Regions from separate parts of the Cricetulus griseus genome. Here region 2 is linked to region 1. Evidence: chromatin contacts called from public Micro-C data. All regions are on one chromosome and are shown on one strand. The core of a region is the stretch at or near the end of the contact, and the rest is flanking DNA. Distances in the headings are between cores, read along the strand shown.

Region 1 (4,293 bases), core at 1,021-3,520:
CCCAATCCTTCACCCTGGTTTTACTTCTGCCTGGGGAATGGCCTAAGACTGTGAGGAGCAGATTTTCCCATGATGCTTTGAACTTGAGCAGCTTGCTCTGCTCCTAAAGGCTTCAGTTCATGAGGATGGGTTTTTATGTGAATGTCAGGCATGTCGCAATAACTGGCCACAATGGAATAATCATGGCAATTTCCACCATTTGGTTTCTTTGTTTTTGTGATGTTGCTGCATGCTTCATTTTATGAGTATTTTCTTTTCTTATGTGTGTGGTTGAACCCATCTATTGCCATCCTGGACTTGGCATTTGTATTTAAAAGGAGATGAAGACCAGAGAGAGAAACAGGAAATTGACAGTATGGCATAGCGTAATGCTTGCTGTTTTATTCCCTCACCCTTTACCTCTGCTGACAGATACTCTGGTGTTCTATAGAGTTTGTGTCCTCCTCCAAAAGAAATGAGGTTTGTGAAAACTAGGTTTCTCCTGGTGATGCTGCTTATTAACACAGATTAAGATGTGGTAACACTTGTGCTGAAATAAGACACAAAAACTGCCAACAATTTTTTTTTTTTTTTTTTTGGTTTGGTGTTCTGGGCTAAGTCACTTGTGTCCTGAGCGGCTTCTATGGGATCACAGCATCTATTAAAATGCTACATTGTATAACAGAATAGACTCTAAGGAGGGGAATTCTCTCTGTGTATATTGTATGTGTTTACGGTGTGTTTGGGTGTTTGTGTGTGGGCACAAATCTGTAAATGCACATGGAGACCAGGGGTCTGTCCATGTAGGTGTTTTCCTTGACCATTCTCTCTCTCTCTCTCTCTCTCTCTCTCTCTCTCTCTCTCTCTCTCTTTGGTATTTCAAGACAGGGTTTCTCTGTGTAGCTTTGGAGCCTATCCTGGCACTCGCTCTGGAGACCAGGCTGGCTTCGAATCACAGAGATCCGTCTGCCTCTGCCTCCTGAGTGCTGGGATTAAAGGCGTGCGCCACCAACACCCGGCTCATTTTCTCTCTTTTTATGGACAGGATATTTCATTGAACCAAGAGCTCACTGATTTGGCTAGGGTGGCTGGCCAGTGAACTCCTGGCATCTGTGTGTCCACCCCCATCCCCCCATCCAGTGCACCACTATGCTTGGCTTTTGCATAGGTTCTGGTGTTCTGAACCCAGCCCCCCCCCCCCCGGGTCCTAAGACAACCCTTAATGACTAAGCAATGTCCCAAGCCCTGAATTAGTGGTATTCTAAGTGTCTGTGGCACCAAGTCCATTTCAGCCACCACGAGGAACAGAATAAGACTCACTGCACAAAGGCCTAACTGTGAATGTTGCCTGCAACAGACACATGGAATTCCAAGCAGGAAGTCTTTGCTTTCTGTGGCAGTCCATAGTGGATCCACCAACAGTAGGTCTTTTTTTTTTCTTTTCTTTCTTTCTTTCTCTCTCTCTCTTTTTTTTTTCTTTTTTGGTTTTTCGAGACAGGGTTTCTCTGTGTAGCTTTGGAGCCTATCCTGGCACTCGCTCTGGAGACCAGGCTGGCCTCGAACTCACAGAGATCTGCCTGCCTCTGCCTCCCGAGTGCTGGGATTAAAGGCGTGTGCCACCAAAGGCATGTAATCAGTAGGTCTTTTTTTGTGACAGACTTCTGAGGGCTCTGATCACAAGGCTGGGGATGTTGAACTTCAAGGAAAATACCACTGTACACAAGCAAGATCTTCCAAGAGAGTGTGCCCATTCCTCCCAGCCAGTCTTCAAAGTGAAGCCCTGGTTACCCCACCCCCACTTCCTTTAGCCCCTCTACCCCGTGGAAGGTGTCACAAAGACCCTCTCGGCATTCCACAGCCAGTTTTCAAATAGTCACTAGCATCCAATCCCACACATTTGGGTCCCTTTTGCCATCTTTCACTTTTCTGTTTCCACTCTCTCTCCTTTTTACTACAAGGATTTTCTGTTCCTTAGGATTTGACAACTGGTCCTGTAGAAGGGCTGACACATTTTTCAGTTAGAGGAGAGAGAGAGAGGAGAGAGAGAGAGAGAGAGAGAGAGAGAGAGAGAGAGAGAGAGAGAGAGAGAGAGAGAGAGAGAGAGAGAGAGAGAGAGAGCGCCAAATAGGTCCCGAAAGGTGAAGAGACTCTCTGCGGTTACCATGCTCTGGAGTTTTATGGGAAGGAGCTTGTGCGCGAATGTCGAGAGCTAGACACTAGCTGGCCTGGTGACCAGGAGCCCGCCCCCATCCCTCCCCGCCCCCTCCGGCGCTCACACTCAGGAAGCAGCTGGCTGCGGGCCGGCCCTCGCGGCCGCACACACATCCACACTCCTCGCCGGGCAGCCTCCCGCCCGCCCTCTTTCCCCTTCCCCTCTCCCTGCAGCCGCGTCCCTACTGCGCCGCCCGGGCAGCCCAGAGCGCGGCGCGCAAGGGCACGGGAGCCAGGGGCCGCGCACCTCGGGGCCGCGGCGGGCCCGGGTCCAGGCTCGCACCGGCGCTCTCCAGCCGGGACCCAGCTCAAACAGCCAGCATCCCGAGCCCGACCCTTCCACGCATCTCCCCGACCCGGAGCGAGGATGAGCACTCGGGGCCAGGCACCAAGTCGCTACTCAACTTTGTAAAGACACGATTGGAGTGTGTCTGTGTGTAGCGGGGACAGCGGGCTGAGCTGATGCCGAGAGTCGGCCCGCAGCCCTGCCTCCTCCTTCGCGGGCCGCCGCCGTCGCAGCCGCGCGCGCACACTCACGACCATCGGGCCGCGTTTCCGCGCTCCGGCCCCGGGCTTGGATGCGAGTTTTCATTTCCGAAGGAGGCAGAGCCTGCGCGGAGCGCTGAGGGGCTGACCCCCCACCCACTGGTCGCCAGTGCTGTCACGCGCGGTCTGGCTGGGAGAAGGGACTCGCGCGCCTAGCTTTGTTGTGGAAATCCGGTTACCTGGTAAGTGGATGCCATAGGAACTTTGTTCCGCAGGCGAGAAGGCGCTGGAGAGTGTGGGGGCGGCCAGTCTCAGAGATGCAAACTCGGGATTAGAAATAGTTTGTGCACGCCGGGTTGGTGGCGGTCGCGCGGATTTGAGGGCACGAGTACCCCCAACTCCACAGACTCACAGGGCTTCTGGAGACCTAGGCACACCTTACCGAGGCTGATGGCAATACTCATGTAGCCCGCAGACTGGCTGACAGTTGCCTAAGAGCGCCGAGTATACATGGAAAGGAAACCAACAAGGTGTTGAAGTTTAGCTTATGAGGGAGAGTCTCTGTGCTTTTTAAAAAGAAAATACAGGTTCCAGAAGGCTACACAGTCAGGGCCAGTTACAGAGCGCTCCAGCACGGCGCGCGCCATCCCTCGCGGGGTTCTACTTGAGGGAAACTTTGGCAAAGTGGGGAATGATGGGGTGGCCTGAGGTCTTTGGCTCACAGTCGGGGCAGTAGTTGTATTTCCGGCTTCCACGTGTTTGTGGAGCGCCACGAAGGCTGTTTTCCACTTTCGTGTTTCATCCAAGTGGGTGTCCCCATTGTTCAGGGAGGTCCTCGGGTTGGGGGACACAGCTACTAGTCCGGAGCGGTGCAGCGACCCGCAGCCGCCAAGTTTTTAACTATAACCTCCCACGCCACCAAAGTGCAGACACATTCAGACACCAACTCTCCCCGCCGGGTTCGTCACCTCGCGTGTACATTTTTATGGGCCGGGACAAAATGTCAGCACTGTTTGGGGAATGTCTCAGTCTCTGGGACTTTGTCACTTTGTCCCACTTCAAGACTCTGGTCCCTATAAATGACCCTGTGTCTATTTTGAAGCCGGCCGGGACCACTTTCTGGAAAGCGTGAGTGAGCTGTTGGCAATCCTAGACACACACCTTGCCCCAAGCGACAGTTCCAAGTTACTCACTAGAGCTGACAAGTCACCCAGGGGACGAGGAACTCACCCAAGTGTCTGAAAACCTTGGCCGGGGCGGATTTGTCATCCTATGGATGATTCAAGTAGGTACCTGGAGGGAGACAATTTGGGGGAAAGGGTCTGGCTCCACGAGGTCGCGCCCTTGGACTTGGTAGTGTGTTTGGGAGGCGACAGCAAAACGACACCTGGGGGTGAGGGGCTTGCACCAAGGTCCGGACGCGGGAGGGATTCTGGGTGGTGCGCACACGAGTGTGGCTCCCGGGTCTGAGGCCCGCTGTGCGCCGGTCCCCTCGGTTTGTCCTGGCTTCCTAACTGGCGGCTGGCGGCGGCCTTTCTGCCCCCGACTTACTCAGTACGGGGTTGCACAACAGGAAGCCGGCACGAGTTTGTTTTGTTTTGTTGCATTCGCTCGCTC
Region 2 (4,456 bases), core at 1,512-4,011, 130 kb after region 1:
CAGACACTGCCTGAGGAAGCCCTACTGTGGGAGGACCTCCTGCCGCCAGTACCTTGCAGTGCAGTGGCTAAGGAGCATGAATAATTTAAGCACGAGGTGCCTTTGCTGATGACTCTGATCACTGTTCAGAAAGAATGATGGTAATGTATAGAATGAAGGTAGGTAGAGGAAGGGGCCTGGGATTGCAGTTTATATTTGCTGTAAATATGAAATATACGGGATGCTGAACTTTTAAAACCTTTAAAGACATTACCTACATAGTATATACACGTTGGTGAAAGAATGACTGGCCAAAGGAGATTAATTGCAGTGGCCTTAAAGTTTTAGATATCAGGCATTAAGACAGGCTGGCTGGAAAACATGGAGTGGCTGGTAAAAGGCCTTTAATGTGGTGTGAGATTGAAGTACTTGACTCTGAACATGTTGTCACACTCATAGTGGAATGGAGAAAGAATGGCAGTGCAGTTTTTAAAAGTCAAAGGGAACATTGTTTGGAATGAATACAAAGTCAGATCCTTGGTATCTCTATCAAAGCATCCCAGTGTACCCCATAAATCAGTATTGTTACTATGTGTCAGTTGGGAAACATCCTGATGACACACTTCTTCTGGCCTGTCGTGAGGAGCTATTGGATTATCCTCTCATTTGCTGTTTATCTAGAGAACCGTTCAGTCTTTTTGTGAGGAGCATGAAAGATAGAAGGGAACCCATTTGATAAAGGAGTGTTGGAGGCGAGCGTCCTGGAGTGCTCCATCCTTGCTGGAGAGAGAGAAACCAGTGTCAGGCATTGTGTCCACAGCTGCTAATGCAGAAATCCATTTGCCAGGCCCAGGTGACTTGGATAAGACTTCATTCTTCTGTGTCTGCGATCGCATTCTTGCGAGGATTGCTGCTGGGTAGTGTTGCATGTCAGAGATGAGGGAGGGTTAGTTATTAACCCCACAGAGGGGAGAGAGGGGCAACGGGCAGCTGCTGGAATGAGGAAAGGGCCTGGCTGAAGCATTTCCAAAAGGTCTTTTTGTTGTTTATACTTGTTAATTATTAATATTAATTATTGATGAAAAACGGTTTTGAGTTACATGCCACGCATTGTTTAGGAATGAATTATCACACTTATTATCTGGAACTAGAGTAGATATCAAGCTCTTTCAAGTAATCCATATTTGTTCCTTTTAGTAAGATTTTTCTTCCCCTTCAAACGCTAAAAACAAGGATGTTTGAGGTGTTGGCTTGACGAGTCTGTTTTAGGGACCCAGGTGCCCTTCCCCCTCATCTTTGGGAGGCTTCTAACGCTAAGCAACACATTAAGAACTGAATTAGACCACAGAAAGGCAACAATTTAGAGAGGAATCGGGTACAAAGTAGCTGTCTCATGGGAGATGGGTGCTATGTGGCTGTGGGAGGTAGCATTGCTGCATTTGTTGAGCACTGTTCTAGGTCTCTCTTGCAGAAGCCCTTCCAGGCAGGTGCTCTGGTCATCTAAGTCTGAGAACAGGTGTCTTCAGAGTTTCTATGTCATATAGGTTCCTATGTGTTCTGCTCACATTCAGAGGAGTGGGAGAGTTAGTTCATTGGATGATTGAAGATCACTCTGGAATCAGACCCGAGCTGGCAAATGCTGCTGAGAAAGAGGAGTGAGAAGAACAAGAGAAAAGTGGAGAGAGAGGCAGTAGGAGGGAAGGTGGAGAGAGTTAGAATGTGGAGGTATCTGTCAGAATGGGAAGTGAAGTGACCTTGGCTCTGGGAATCAGGCTGTAAAAGCTGGTGTTTATGCTTCCTAGGCGTTTGGGGCTTTTTGAATGCTATCAGGTTGACTTAAGCCTGATTCTTAAAGAACTGATGTGCTGCCTCTCCCCTGGGCTTTATTGATTTTTCACTTTAGATTGTTTCGTGCCTGTGCATTGTCTCAGTGATCTATCATAGCAGTGTGCACCCAGTCATAGCACTGGCAAGCAAGAATTGAATCACCTCTAAGGGTAGGTTCTCTTTTGACAGGCTGGCCTCCTCGGGTTATTGGTTGGTGAGCTTTCCCACCTGGGAAATGGGAGCAATGTCTCCAAGGCAGATTAACAGGCTGGGATAGGTCATGTCTTTGTCATCTGAAGGACTTGGCCATTACCCTTCTCTGTATCGAGGAGTGTGGTCTGCAAGGAGTTGATGGACTGTGTCTAGGACCACAAGCAGGTTCACTAGGAGGCCTGGGAGTTCTGCCTTAGCTATGCGAAGGTTTTAGTCAGATAAACTTTGCTTTCAGTGGCTGCCTTGGTTTTGAGACGAAAACTCTGCCACTGTGAAAAAGGACAAAACAGGCCTTTTCCACAGTTGCTGCCAGCTCTTGGTCTCTCCAGAGAGGATTCCTGGTAGGGACAGTTATAAAGAACAAGTAACGCTTGTAAATGAACACAGTGTTCTTGCTTGAATATTTCCCATAATTCCAAAGAAATATAATACAGGTAAGGTTTTTTCATGTTCTCACTGTGATATATATTTATGAGAAGAAAAAAAAGGATTAAATACTGGAAGTTTTTCTTATCAGTGGCTTAGGCTTTTACATCTCTCAGGTTCTGGTCACTATAAAATCATCTAGTTTCTTGCCCTAGTCACGGTTGATATTTTCCCTTCTAGAGACCTTTGAATTATTTTTATTCATAAGTGAAAAATGTATTACAGCTTTATTTCCTTTTATTAATAGTTCGTTCTTGCCCTTAGCCACTCTCTGACTTCTTGGCATGCAAAAGCAGTGAGCTCATGCTTAATCATGTATAAACAACCGTCTAATTATATGGTTTTGAATTTTCATCTGACCAACTAAACAGAAATGACACAGAAACGAGAAATCTGACAGCCTCCCTGTCTCAGATACCTGGCCTCTCTCTCCCTCCCTCTTTCTTCATGTGTCCAGGAGCACGCATGTTTCAACTTATCAAAAAATCAGTTTGCATTTGCCAAGTTTCTGAGGTAAAATTGTTCTTTTCAAGGCTACGTGTCAAAGAACAAGTCTGTCAAGCGGAATTACACGTCTTCTTTTCATACTTCTTTCAAACTATTCTTTCCTCCTCAGGATGGAGGTGTTCCTAACATCCCTCTTGTTGCTGGTGTCAGATGACAGAATAACACTCAGGGCAGGTTTCCTGATCTTTGTCCCCTTCCCTTCACTTCTCAAGTACAGTAAGAACTCTTCCAGTTGGCCTTCCCTCCTTTAACTCCTCTGGAACATTTTATTTTTTGAAAGAAGATGGTGGGAAATTTTTATGAAACAAAGGTGTTCTTTCTGTTTAGATAGACATGGAAAGAAGTTGACCATTTCCTTTGCTTTCTCACTGCTAGATACAGAATTCTGAACACAGAGCAAAAACTCTTGGATATTTTGACAGTTTCAAATGGATTGTTCAGTGTGCTTGATGGCAAAAGAGAGTGGGGGTGGAGGGGCATAAAAAAAACTCCCACTGAGAGACAAGACCTTCTGATATGTGGAATCTACAGTAGTGGGACTGAAAGAGGTGGGGTGGGGCAGAGAAATACTAGAAAGTTTCATTTATTGCAGGATGAATGAATTCAGATCCAACACCCACTATTAGTGACTACAGTTGGCAATATTTGTACAAGTTGACATTTATCATGAGGCTAGATTAAGATATTAACACGCATACATGGGTAACCTTGTGTTATGAAGTATATATAAACTACTTTGCTGTGATTATTTTAATACACACTCATGCATTTAACTACCCCTTGCACTTTAAATATATGTACCATAAACTTAACATATTCTGAGCTCAACTTTGTGGTTATGTGTGATTTTGAAGATCTAGGTATTTCATCATGTAGTCCAGGCTGCTCAGGAACTAGGTATGTAGAGCAGACTGGCTTTAAACCTAGTAGTGATCTTCTCTTTTCTCAAGGGCAGGGATTGCAAACTGTGCCGCTACATCCAGCAAATTATACATTATATACTTCAAATTTAAATACTTTCTGCTTGTCAGTTGTACTCTAATGAAGGTAGACAACAAGAAAGGAATGCTTTCTTTTTATTAAATTTGTTCCAGATATTTTGCAACAGGGGTATTTCAAAGATAAGTCTGACTGCTGTCATACAAACAAGAAGTGAGGGTGGATTCTTGTGAAATTTGGTCAAAGCAACATGTTTCTTCATTAGTCCTTCAGCTTAAAGCATAATTCGACTTCTCAGATTTTTTTTTTCTGAAAAATACCCATCTTTAAACAGTAAAATTTCATAGACTTAGGTGTTTTAGTTTCAAAGCAAAGAGACTCCAGCTTGAGAATTTAGAGTTGGCAACCTCTTGCTGAGGTTTAATGTCTGATAGTTGGATGTTGAATGCTACACATTGAAAATACTCTGGTAATTCTGTCCCCTCTTCCTGTTTACCACTGGAAGCTATTCTTACTCAGTGACCATAAGGTAATATAGTTCATCACAAACTGTGAATTTCTTTCA

What was found. Hi-C and Micro-C count contacts between places; a contact is called where the count stands out from the background.
Region 2: a Micro-C map of the CHO-K1 cell line shows a contact between it and region 1, with 2.0 times the contacts expected there. The contact joins the enhancer-like site here to the promoter of Glis3 in region 1. A contact is called at or near these places in 2 of 8 Hi-C or Micro-C datasets (the CHK-Q cell line and the CHO-K1 cell line).

The regions. Positions count from the first base shown.
Region 1 is chr3:32,755,277-32,759,569 of CriGri-PICRH-1.0, forward strand. Glis3 (zinc finger protein GLIS3) reads left to right here and starts at 2,271. Exons shown (of 12, transcript XM_027406458.2): 1 at 2,271-2,918; 2 at 3,779-3,961.
Region 2 is chr3:32,880,485-32,884,940 of CriGri-PICRH-1.0, forward strand. The region is part of intron 3 of Glis3 (zinc finger protein GLIS3); the gene reads left to right. Among named protein-coding and RNA genes, the nearest start is that of Glis3, 130 kb to the left of the region's middle. Within about 2 kb of position 2,762, at least 1 of the 6 cell types and tissues checked has open chromatin away from gene starts, as enhancers often do. A contact at or near this core is called in the CHO-K1 cell line, where this site is marked.